Linked DNA regions of Mus musculus: regions 1 and 3 are each linked to region 2. Evidence: chromatin contacts called from public HiChIP or PLAC-seq data. All regions are on one chromosome and are shown on one strand. Each heading gives the region's core, a stretch centred on a gene start, on an enhancer-like site or on the middle of the called end of the contact. The rest is flanking DNA. Distances are from core to core; before and after follow the strand shown.

Region 1 (3,833 bases), core at 858-3,357, 79 kb before region 2:
ATGTCACTAATATGCAATGCTAGCAGAGTGGACAGTGGTGCTGACCCTGGGCAGAGGATCTCCTTCCTGCATCCAGTCGCTCATCTGTTACCTGACCTTCAAGGGTTTATGTTGCAGTGTGAGCCCACTCAGTCTCCTGTAGTCCTTTTAGAATATATTAACAGATCCCTGGCTTCTACCAACCCCAAAGCTAAAAATATTATCAGACAGTATCTAAGGCCTATAGCAGAGGTTTTTCCCACCCTGGTCTAACCTACCTACCCAATGTCTCCAGCAATGCATTTGAAAAGTGCCTTGATTTATAACTTTGTTCTATAACTATAAAAACCCCATGAACCCGGCACCGTGTTGGAACATGGGGTCTGAGCTAACCAGAAGCTGTGTTTCTGGGCCGTGGCCATGCATACTTGGCTCTAGAATAAAACTTCCTCTTGTTCTCTTTGAGGTGAGAGCTGGGTTTTTGTGTTGATGCCACATAGGCTGGGCAGTGGCCACTTCGTTCTTTGGACAGCTCTTAGCAGAAAGCTTGACTTTTACAGACATTTCTTGTTTCTGCTAAATCAGGAGTTGGCAACCCCCTGCCAAGGTCTGAATCCTCCTCCTCTTTGCCTATTTTTGCCTCTGGACTATGGCCAGTCCTGCACTTCTGAAGACCATGGCCACTTTCCTAAGGTGGCGCCGTTGAGTGGCTGCTAAGGAGACTGTTCAGGCGCTCGGAGCCTAGAAAATGCACTTGTCTGGTGCTTCCTAGGAAAGCTGGCCAGCTTGAAAGAAGCCCCGAGGGGCAGGTGCAGTTATCTTCGTTGTTTTCCCAATGCATAATCCAAATCTCGGTTACACAAAGCTCTGCTGACTAACGCATCTCTCTCACTCCAGGCCGCCGAGTAAGGGGAGCGATGGGGATCCGGCATGGCTTGGGAGGAAATGCTAACCCCTGGACACCATCCCCTACCTCTGCAATATGAAAACTCTGAGAAAACATCCGTGGACCCCTAAGTACTCCAGGGGAGTCTGAGCCCCTAACAGTGGGAGAATCACTACCCACTGCATCTTTCAACAAGCCTAGTGTCTTAGAATCGTAAGCTTCATTACCTTAAAGGAGACTTGGGGGAAGGGGTGGGTAAATCTTAGTGGCTTAGAACATCCCAACACAGGACACACAGTATTGTGGCAGGTGCTTTTCCTCCCTGGGGAGTGAGGGATCGCCACTGGAGATGTATGTGTTCTCCGAAGGTGCCTTTTAGGCTCAATAACCCTATCTTGGAAAAAGGGGAGAACCTATCCCTTAGACCTGGCAACAGCCTGCACTGGGCCCACAAATTGGACTCTTGACTGAGCACAGGTTTCAGAGTTTGGGAGTGCTGGGTGAAAGCTGGGTTTCTCTCAGAGTGGGGATTTTAATCTTGTTCCAAAAGCAATCGAAATGCTCACTTTCAAGACAAACAGGTAGAAAAGGTACTGTGAGCAGGAAGCCTGGGGTCTTGGGGGGGGGGGGGAGGTCCAGTCTTTAGGGTGTGGCCTTCAGCATGTCAGGATGCCTCCCTCTACCTGCTCAGCTCTTCTCCAGTCTCACAGCCTGCTGCTACCATCAGCCAAGGTCATTGTGGCTGCTCCACCCACTCCCTGTCTAGAGCCAGAGATACCCTCCCAGGTGCTTCTCAAGTTCACTGTTTAAGCAGAGCCAAGAGGCTCAGAGTCTCGTGAGAACTCATTTCCTGACTGCTGGGCTTCATCCAGGGGTTCTCCCTCTGCCCATTCCCCTGGGGGCATTTAGGATGGTTAAGGCTGGGACAACTCACAGAGGACTCTGCTCCTGATCTTGAAAACCCCGTGTCCTTGGATCTCCAGGCAGGGAAGTTTAGTATTGTGTAGCCTGAAGGGTCCTTGGGGGAGGGGAAGCAGGAAGAGGCAGCCATTCGATTTGGGCAAAAAATGTGAAGGATAGTCTTGGAATGAATGAATGACTGAGTGAATGAATGAATGAATGAATGACCTGGATGAAGTGAGGCCCATTATGAAAGGGGAACAGGGAGGCTGCCAACAGGAGTCAGTCCTGAGAGGCAGAAACACCAGCATCTGGGTCGCTGTGTCACACAGCCCCTGGAGCCAGGTAAGGCTGTATCCGTGAATGCTTCTCCCAGACTGTGCAGTGCTGACTCAAAGAGCAACTCTGAGAAGTACTAGTTTGGCTTATAGCACTCCAGAAATAGACCTGGAAAATGAATGGTTAATTCAAATATAAGACTCCTCTGTGTGTGTGTGTGTGTGTGTGTGTGTGTGTGAATGAAAAATGCAGAATAAAATTAAAGGAAGAAGAGCACCCAGGCTTTTTGCGCAGGTCTGCATTATTAATGTCCGAGGCCCTGCCTTGGAGCCAGCGATCTAATAGAGGCTTTAAGAAGGCATTTTGCATAAGCAGGTCAAAGGCAAGGGGCAGGGAAAATGCCAGTTTGAGACCTGGGTTTCTCCCTGGCGCCTGTGGTTCTCCTCTTCTTTAACTGGAAGGAGCCCCTGTGTTCCCACCCAGTCCCTCTTTACCTCCACATCAATACTCTCCGTCAATTTCCTTCCAATACCCTCAAAAACAAGATGCTATCGGCTTTAGTCAATTTCACGTAGGTTGGTAAGGAAATGAGACCCTGGATTTACTGGAAATGATGCAGGCAGTGTCACTTAGGCTTCCGTGGACTCAGAATCCCCAGATGACTTGAGAACACACTGATAGCCCAACCCCCAGAGTCTAAGGGATAAAGCACAGGTGTTTGCCTCCTACACGCACTCCAACAAACACACACACACTCACGCACGCTTTTGAAGCCAGTTCTCAAGTAGCCAGCCTTGAACTTGCTCCTGCCTATACTTCCGGTCGGTGTGGGCATTACAGGTGTACACTACCAGGTGTGGCTCAGCAGTTTTGTGTCTAATAAACCCCCAGGTCATGCTGGTGATCTGTTTCGGGGTCACAGGTGAGAGCTATTAGACCAAAGGTCACTTTGGGTCCAGATTGTCTGTGTGGGTCTGCCCTCCTCTTACGTCATGCCCTCGGTGACCTGGAACAAGTCACTTGTATTAGCTGGCTGGTGTTGCCATGGTGAGGAGCTTGCGGCAATTACCTCTTGAGAAGAAAAGGTTTCTGTTCAGAGCTTTGGAAGCTCAAAGGCACGGTGTCTACAGTGGGTTTGAGAGGCCAAGTCTTTTAAGTTCAGACTCCATTTTAGAGAAGCTGATCTAAGTTTGAACTCAGGTAAACTAACAGGCTGGTACCTAGCATTAGTTTCCAAGTTGCCCCCCAGCAAAACCCGAGCCTAGCTCCAGTCTCCAGGCTAATCACCAACAAGACCAGCATCTCTAGGTTAGACCCTCAACAAGACTAGCGTCTCCAGGTTATTCCCCCAACAAACCTGCACCCCCAGGTGACAAGTCCACCCCCTGCCTAATGACCACCAATGCAGAAATTAAGTTTATGACGTGACTCCCAGTACCAGCTAGTTATGTTAAAGGCCACAGCAGCTTTCCAATGAGATGCTTGCACACATACTCCCTGCTTGCTGCCTACGATAAAGCCTTGCCTGGATAGACATTTGGGGCTCCCCCACCACCAAAACCATCCTGCTCAAATATAATAAAGGCCCTGCTGTGAGTTGCATCCGATCAGCTCCTGTCTGGTTTTTGGGAGACTACTAAAATTTCCCTGGCACTACAGTTTCAGGTCTGGTGAGGGCTACAGAGAGAAAAGTAGAGAAGAGGAAGAGAAGGAAGAGAGGAGGAAAGCAACATGAGAAAGAGAAGAATAGCAAAGAAAGAAACAAGAGAAGAGAGAAGAGGAAGGAAAG
Region 2 (3,917 bases), core at 1,211-3,710:
TTCTTCTCTTTTTTTCTTCGATATTTTCTTTATCCACATTTCAAATGTTTTCCCCTTTCCTGGTTTCCCTCTATCCCCTCCCCCGTTCCCCTGCTCACCAACCCACCCACTCCCACTTCCTGGCCCTGGCATTTCCGTACACTGGGGCATAGAACCTTCACAGGACCAAGAGCCCCTCTTCCCATTAATGTCCAACTAGGCCATCCTATGCAGCTAGAGACATGGGTCCCTCCCTGTGTACTCTTTGGTTGGTGGTTTAGTTCCAGGGAACTCTGGGAGTACTGGTTAGTTCATATTGTTGTTCTTCCTATCATGCTGCAAACCCCTTCAGCTCCTTGGGTACTTTCTCTAGCTCTTTCATTGGGGACCCTGTTCTCCTTCCAATGAATGGCTGTGAGCATTCACTTCTGTATTTGTCAGGCACTGGCAGAGCTACTCAGGAGACAGCTATATCAGGCTCCTGTCTGCAAGCTCTTGTTGGCCTCCACAATAGTGTCATCTATTTTGCAAGTGCACTTATTGTTTGAATACAAACATCAGCATCCTATTTATCTGTTAGCCAGCTTGTTCTTTGAGATCACCAGTTTTCAACCTGTGGGTCATGACCCTTTAGGGATCAAAGGACCTTTTTTCACTGGGGTTGCCTAAGACCATTGGAAAATACAGATATTTACATTACAATGTACAACAGTTACAAAGTAGCAACAAAATAATGTTATGGTTGGTGGGGCGGCGGGGTCACCATGATGTGAGGAACTGAGTCAAAGGGTCGCCGCATTAGGAAGATTGGGAACCACTGCTCTAGATTTGATTTGATTTTTTTAAAATCAAGTTAAAATCAACCCAGACTCTGCTTGGCTTTCCTAAACCTGGGCACCTTCTTTTCTGCTGTATTTTACTGTGTTCTTATCCTAAGTGCCCAACCGGGTCACAGACTTGGGTGTCTTGTCATCAGAGTTTATATCTCTTGCAGTGTGGGCCCTGTGACACCAACACATGTGACTTTTTGTCATCAAGACAGATGTTGTCATGTACAAAGTTCATACTGTCAACAGTGAGGTAGAGTGTTGTGTGTGTGTGTTTTGTTTTGTTTTGTTTTGTTTTAGTCTCACGATGCTTCAAGCAAGTTTACAATTTTGTGCTGCTTGACTGTGTTTGTAGATATCCTGGAGACGTGTGTGAGGGTCCAGGAAGGAGCCACAGCCTCATACCAATGGCTTCAGCTCAGTCTATCTGACCACTCAGTGTAGAAGCAGCCAAAGAACTAAAACTCACTATTCCCAGTTCTTGGGCTTTCGTGGCAGAGACTAAATAAACCATGGAACTTATTCCCTGCAAGCCCAAAGCCTTTAGGAGCTGTCCTTCAGGACCCTGTGGGTGGCCTCAGAGCCTGCCCCGGCACGGGGTTGGCAGTGCTCTGTGGCAGCTACTGACTAGACTGGTCTCTGCCTATCTGCGCTGCTGCTGTTGCTGCTGCTGCTGCTGCTGGCATTCAGACAAACAAGTGTTGTGCTGTGTGTATTCCTAATCTCTATTTTAATGTCTCCAACAATCTACTGGTTAATTAGCAATTTGCTGCCCACAAATATGCAAATGAGTGACAAGCCTAGGTTCTCTGCATCTGTAATTATTCTGCTGATGTACAATCCACTTTCTTCCCCCTGTAGGTTTTTCTATGTGTGTGTGTTCGTGCATCAGGGATTTCATTATTTTTAGAAGCGTGCTCTGTGCATCTTTATGCTTTAATAAAAGAGAGTTCAGTGATTACTGTATTTTGAAATATATATACTATATGCATGTCCCTCCTCAATTCCAAATTCATCTGTCGGATTCTTTTTTTCTTAAAGAACAGTGAGTTTAGATTTATCAAGAGGCTACAGTCCAAATTGCAGAGAGTCAGAGCATAAGACTGAAAGATACACATTTCTGCGGCTGCCAAATTCTTATCTTGAATCAGTATCTTGTAGTATTTGATTTTCTCCAGGCAGCTCCGTGAGTAGAGCCACAAGCTGACGACCCCATCTGCCTGTTGGAGCACAAAGCTTTCCTGTTTGGAGGTGGAAATGTTTTATATTTTTTTCCTTTTTTGGATGGGGGTTTTGTTCAGGGCACTAAGAAAGGCTCTCATGTTAAATTAAGTCAATTAATAAATGGAGACACATTAAGCAATCAATTTTGTCAGCCTATCTCCCCAGCATTATGTATGGTTGGCTGTAATCACAAGATAAATGCAGTGTGCTGATCTATGGTAATGTTCAATAATACATTCTCCGCCAGGCTCAATTCATCAGGGAGTTTCAGTAGGGGAGGTATTTGTTATTGGCTGTCTCTGAACCTCAAGGATAACATTTCTGTCCTTTTGATTGGCTGCCTCGCTGCTGCAAGATTCTAACCGTCTTATTTTGATGATGAATATGAAGGCGCGCTAAGCCGGGCTGGAACGGAGAGTCTCCGAGGCTGTGCTCCATTCAGAGCCCAAGGACTTACAGCTTCCTCCGCTGCCTTCCTGTGTCAACAACCCCCCAAAAGTTGTGATGCTTTTCTTTACACAGTGCTTTGGGGCTGTGTTGGATCTCATTCACCTCCGGTTTCAGCACTACAAGGCTAAACGGGTTTTCTCTGCTGCTGGGCAACTTGTCTGTGTGGTCAACCCCACGCACAACCTAAAGGTGAGTCGCTTCCTCTCGTGCTTTCTGCCATCTCCGCGGGGGCTCTAGCCTTTTCTCAGGAGACTTCTATCAGGGAGCTCATGCAGGCAGTTTGCTGGTGCTAGGATCCCGGGGTCTCAGGGGATGCTTGCCTCATGCTCGCTCTCTGGATAGCTTGGTGCTGTTACTGTGACTGTGTGGTGTTTTCTGGACTGGCAAGCAACCAGAAGAGCAGGCATATAGTGTCTTCCTCACACGGTCCTCCGAGGGGAGTCAGGGGAGTCGGGGGTGGAGGGGCAGAGGGGGCAGGGGGAGGGGCAAAAGGGAGGGTGAAGGGAAGAGAAGGGTAGAGGTGTCCTTACCTCCCTCCCAAGCATTTGTGGGCCAGTGCCGAGGAGAACAAAAAAAATCTGAAAAGTTACCCAAATTGCTGTCTGTCCCGCCGGTCAGTGCAATGCAAGGATTTGGCTGTGCAGAAGTAGCTTCAGGACTGGGGAGCTCTGATACAGGACCCGGGAGTTGGCAAGGGGCCGTTTCTGCAAGAGTTAGCCCTTGTCCTCAAACTGTGTCAAAGTGTGTGTGTGTGTGTGTGTGTGTGTGTGTGTGTGTGTGTGTGTGTGAGAGAGAGAGAGAGAGAGAGAGAGAGAGAGAGAGAGAGAGAGAGAGACTGTCTGTCTGTGTCTGTCTGTCTGTCTGTCTGAGTTGCTGGGAGGAGTTTAGCTCCTTTCCCTCCTGCCAAGGAGATGTGAGCCTCCTCTGAGAGCAGTCAGAGGAGGGCTTCGCTTCAATTGTGTAATAATGAAACCAGCTAGGAGCTGCAGCGGCTGCCTGGAGCCTGCAGGCGGCTGGCTGCTGAGCTGCCTGCCAGTGGCTGCCTCACCTGCTCGCTCGGTGCTGCTTTCACCGTGTTCATCCCTTCACGTCAATGTTCTAAGCCAAAATGCAGGGCCAGAAGGACCTCTCCATGTCAGGGTGCAGATGAGGAAATTAATGAAGAGACACTGCCTAGGGATGCCGGGGAGGTGGGGAGTGGGGAAAGGGCATGCTGGGACAGCGCAACTGAACTCCCTGGAGGTGGAATGGTCTGAAAATCAACTAAAACGCAGGACTCTAGATTAGATTGCCGCTTGCTTGCCTACCTTCACTGTACTGGGAGACTGAGGGACAGGGGGAGGGGCTGTGTCTGCAACTGAGTGTGGGACTGTCTCCTGGAGACCGAAGCTGTGATTCTGACCACTGTGGTCCAGCAGTGTTGAGCGATGCTTGTGG
Region 3 (3,590 bases), core at 424-2,923, 110 kb after region 2:
CTGTGATTCCTGAAGTTGAACAGTTATTATAGAGTAACAACTAGTTATGGGGCTGTGAGTGGAGGGGAACTCAGAGGACTCCAGCAACACAGAAGTCAGAAGGAAACAAAGAACATTAGCAAACACAGCTGAAGAGTGCAATGCCTTCCTCTGCAGGAATTCTCCCCTGGCCTCTGGCTTCCTCCACCTGCCCAGTTATCTCCTATATTAGCATTTACCATAGAAGTCAGATGTTTGTTTTTAGATAAGGCACTGGTTCCTTCTAGATAATGGGATGTAGTATGTTCCTGACCCAGCAAGGATGGACTCAAGCAAAAGAGACCGCTGGGCTGGGAGACTCTCACATCAGAGGAGAGATCGCCTGGTGGAATTGTCCAGGGAAGGACAGGCTGAGCAAGGAAAGCCTGCTGGTCCAGCTCTTCCCAACTCAGATTAAAAACAGAAGGGAAAAGGATGCCTCACAGATCCGTGTAGTTAGATGAGCCCTCTCAAACTGTTGTAGTCAATAAAGTACAGTAGTGGCTGGGGTGGGGGGAGAGCTACTTTGCAGGCTGAGCATGTATTTGGGTAGAGCACTATAGAGCTGCTGAGTCTAGTGTGGGCCCCACTAGCTGCAAGTACTGGGAGAGATTGATACATGGATAGTCCAAACTGAGAGTCTTGGAGTGTAAAATATACGGAATCATGAAGAGTTAGTACTGAAATGCAAATATAATTCATTAATGGTTCGAAATTAACAATATTTTGAAATTATGTAAAATAAAAACACTCATCATTTTCATTTTGTGTGTGTGTGTGTGTGTGTGTGTTTTGATTTTGTTTGTTTGGAGACAAGATCATAAAATCATTATCTTGAGGCAACACCTCAATCTGCTGTGAGGACAGAAGGAAAGAGCTGGCCCTAACAGCAATGGTGAATTGCTGTGCTAGTCTTGACCCGACTGCCTCTGAAATGTTATGTGAGAAAGGAAAATATCAATTTTAAACAACTGTCAAGAGTTCTATTACTCTGAGCCACAATAGCCCCAATCAAAACAGGCAACAAGGGTCACAGCACAGCCATGATAGTGGCAGGTAGTGGAGTCTGGCATCAGAATCAACTTCGATACAAGAAGAGGAAAAGGGGAGGAGCTTAGTCCTCTCTCTGCACTAGGGATGCTGGGGCAGATGCTCTGACTTCCAACTTGGCCTCCAGTGGAGAAAAGAATGTGGGGGAGACAGATCTTCTTTGGAATCCATGGGCCTCATTACTTGGAGGGAGGAATTACTTTTGTCTTCTTTTAATGGCACGTTCAAAAGCCTTTGTTGATGCTCATAGCATCGTGTCTAGTTGCCTTGCTGAAGAGCCTCTTCGTATTTCTCCCGGGATGTCCTTAGCCAGCCGCAGCAGTCACTAACTGTGGGGAAAACGCCTTAAGTGTTAGAGTGCATAGGCCACAATGGGTCTCCTGGGTTTGTGCCCAGCCTCTTACCAGTCCCGCTCCTCATAGCAGCAGCACTACCCAAACACACCACAGGTTTTAATCCTCCGCTGGGTGAATAGTGGCACAGCTTCTGCTCCTTGTGTTGATAGATTACTGTGGAAATAGCAGAAGCTTCTACAACTCAGCCTCCTGAAACCTGGGCAGCACAGCTCAAGAGAGGAAACATGCGCTCTCCCTGCCACCCTCCCTCTGGTGCTGGCAGCCAGCCAGTACCATTGTCCAACACTCCCTGTGCTGATGGGGGAGCTGTATCCTCAGGTTCAGCAAAGACGATGCTCACAAGAACGGCTTTGCCTGATAAATTGCCCTGCAGCCAGAAGAGCTGGCGCGCTAATTTAGTGCTCGCCTCTCATCAGCTGAAATGTTTTTATTTTTGGAGGGAATAGGCTGAGCTATAATTATTATTGATCTTGGAGACAACAATCAGAGAAGGCTTGCGTGTGTCCTCAATGAGCAGGGCCAAAAATAGATGAGGTGTCCTGTTGTTCTTGGCCAATCCTAGCTTCTTCTTGCCCTCGATTGATCTCATAGCTGACTTGCCACTTAGAGAACCAAATTAAGTTCTACACAGAGAATTTGGGTGTCTTAATCCTCACCCTCCCACACCCCATCAGCATTTAGAGAGAAGCCACTGGGGTCTTGGCCGTATTCTCTTAGAGAAGGCCTCACCTGACTGGCAACAGATGGATGCTAATGGGATATTTATTTACAGAGTAAAATTAAATTGGAGCTGCATCTTAATGCACAATTTACATAATCAGCTTTGTTCTGAACTGATGAGCTGTTCTCAATAGCACTTGGGACCTTTCTGTCACAGCTGTCTCAAAGCAGCAGCCACTGAGAATGGAGATTAAGTAATTTCCAAAGCTAGAAGTCTTGATGATGCTCTATTATCCCATCCTGGTAGACCTCGTAATTTCTCTAGATACTGGCACGGGATCAAAGATTCATGTTAGTTTCTTGCCACAATATGGGATCAAAGGAAAGATGTTTAATTTGCAATGAGAAAGGGTTAGACACACAGGCAGTCTCTACGCCCACCCTCACTTCTGTAAAACGGATTTATAACGCCTCCAGCTCCCCACAACACTCATATTTACTAACGTGCCAGACTGTGTGCTTCGTGAACCTGGAGGATGAATTTCACTGTCGTACCTTGTGTGCATGATTCTGGTTCAGGGAGAAGCAGATCACAGATGAGCTAAGGCCCTACCCTGGAGAGCTGGAAGGAACAGATACTCCAAGAGACAGCAGAATTATCAAGCCTGGATCCTTAATAAACAAGTCGTGTTAAACTGTTACCTTCACACCCCTATACCAGCACAGAGGGCACTAAATGCTTAACACTGTTCATCTTTCCGAATCCACTGGCCAACTCTGTGAAGGCTAGCATTATTTTCTGAGAAAAGTCCTAATAACAGACACTTGCTGAAAATTCAAGTGCTCTAAGTATGCTTTAGACCCAGGTTTCCTGTACCTCTAAGATAACTATGATTGCTCTCCTGTCTTTTGCAGTCCAGAAAATCGAGTTCCAAAGCAATTAAATAAGTATCCCCGAAACTCCTAACTAATTAAATGAGATAGCCAAAACTTAGACTTGGTCTGTCTGGATCCAAAATACAAAGCACTTGCACGCTGGGCCACATGAACCCTCACATGGCAAACACTGTAGGCCACTCTATTAGCAGAAGTCAGGGCCCCTTTATTAACAGAAATAAAGGATGTTCAAAATGAGACCTCCATCCCTTGGAGCTATAATTCCTAACCTTGAGCATCAGGCAAACACTCCAAGTCCTTACAAGGAAAACTGATCTGAATTATTTATTCCTCCTGTCATTTACTCGTCACAAATGGTTCCTTCCAAAGTGTGCTGCAGTTAGAATACAATGGGGAAATCAAAATCCATTTCCCCCTGAGAGCCAGCTCTGTAGAACCGGATCTCAACAAACCTGGGACTTTGTGACAACTGGTTGTCAAGATAAGACTAATTCTAACAGTGTTTTGTATTCATGGAATCTGTTCCTAAATTCCACTGGGGTCATTAGAGACCATCAATGCAGTAGGGGGAGTATTTCAGTGGGACTCAGTCATCTAAAGGCTGCCATT

The links. HiChIP or PLAC-seq counts read pairs in DNA pulled down with a chosen protein or histone mark.
Region 1: a contact with region 2 is called in an H3K27ac HiChIP or PLAC-seq map of embryonic stem cells, with 8 read pairs. The contact joins the enhancer-like site here to the promoter of Siah3 in region 2. A contact is called at or near these places in 4 of 484 Hi-C or Micro-C datasets (cerebral cortex, nephron progenitors and neural progenitor cells), 3 of 115 datasets of contacts at active chromatin or transcription factors (SST interneurons, embryonic stem cells and neural progenitor cells) and 3 of 9 other capture datasets (adipose tissue, liver and pancreatic islet).
Region 3: a contact with region 2 is called in an H3K4me3 HiChIP or PLAC-seq map of embryonic forebrain, with 3 times the contacts expected there. The contact joins the enhancer-like site here to the promoter of Siah3 in region 2. A contact is called at or near these places in 5 of 39 promoter capture datasets (HPC-7-derived erythroid cells, cranial neural crest, epiblast stem cells and 2 more), 5 of 484 Hi-C or Micro-C datasets (the G1E-ER4 cell line, the N1E-115 cell line, Th1 cells and 2 more), 4 of 115 datasets of contacts at active chromatin or transcription factors (CD8 T cells, astrocytes, embryonic forebrain and 1 more) and 2 of 9 other capture datasets (adipose tissue and liver).

Annotation. Positions count from the first base shown.
Region 1 is chr14:75,374,759-75,378,591 of GRCm38.p6, forward strand. No RefSeq gene overlaps it. Among named protein-coding and RNA genes, the nearest start is that of Siah3, 79 kb to the right of the region's middle. Within about 2 kb of position 2,108, at least 25 of the 459 cell types and tissues checked have an H3K27ac peak or open chromatin away from gene starts, as enhancers often do. A contact at or near this core is called in embryonic stem cells and pancreatic islet, where this site is marked.
Region 2 is chr14:75,453,522-75,457,438 of GRCm38.p6, forward strand. Siah3 (siah E3 ubiquitin protein ligase family member 3) reads left to right here and starts at 2,461. Exons shown (of 2, transcript NM_001128093.1): 1 at 2,461-2,669. The coding sequence starts at 2,535. Gm41212 (a long non-coding RNA gene) reads right to left here. Exons shown (of 2, transcript XR_874827.2): 1 at 3,071-3,917.
Region 3 is chr14:75,564,263-75,567,852 of GRCm38.p6, forward strand. No RefSeq gene overlaps it. Among named protein-coding and RNA genes, the nearest start is that of Gm36060, 13 kb to the left of the region's middle. Within about 2 kb of position 1,674, at least 32 of the 459 cell types and tissues checked have an H3K27ac peak or open chromatin away from gene starts, as enhancers often do. A contact at or near this core is called in the N1E-115 cell line, embryonic forebrain, forebrain and 1 more, where this site is marked.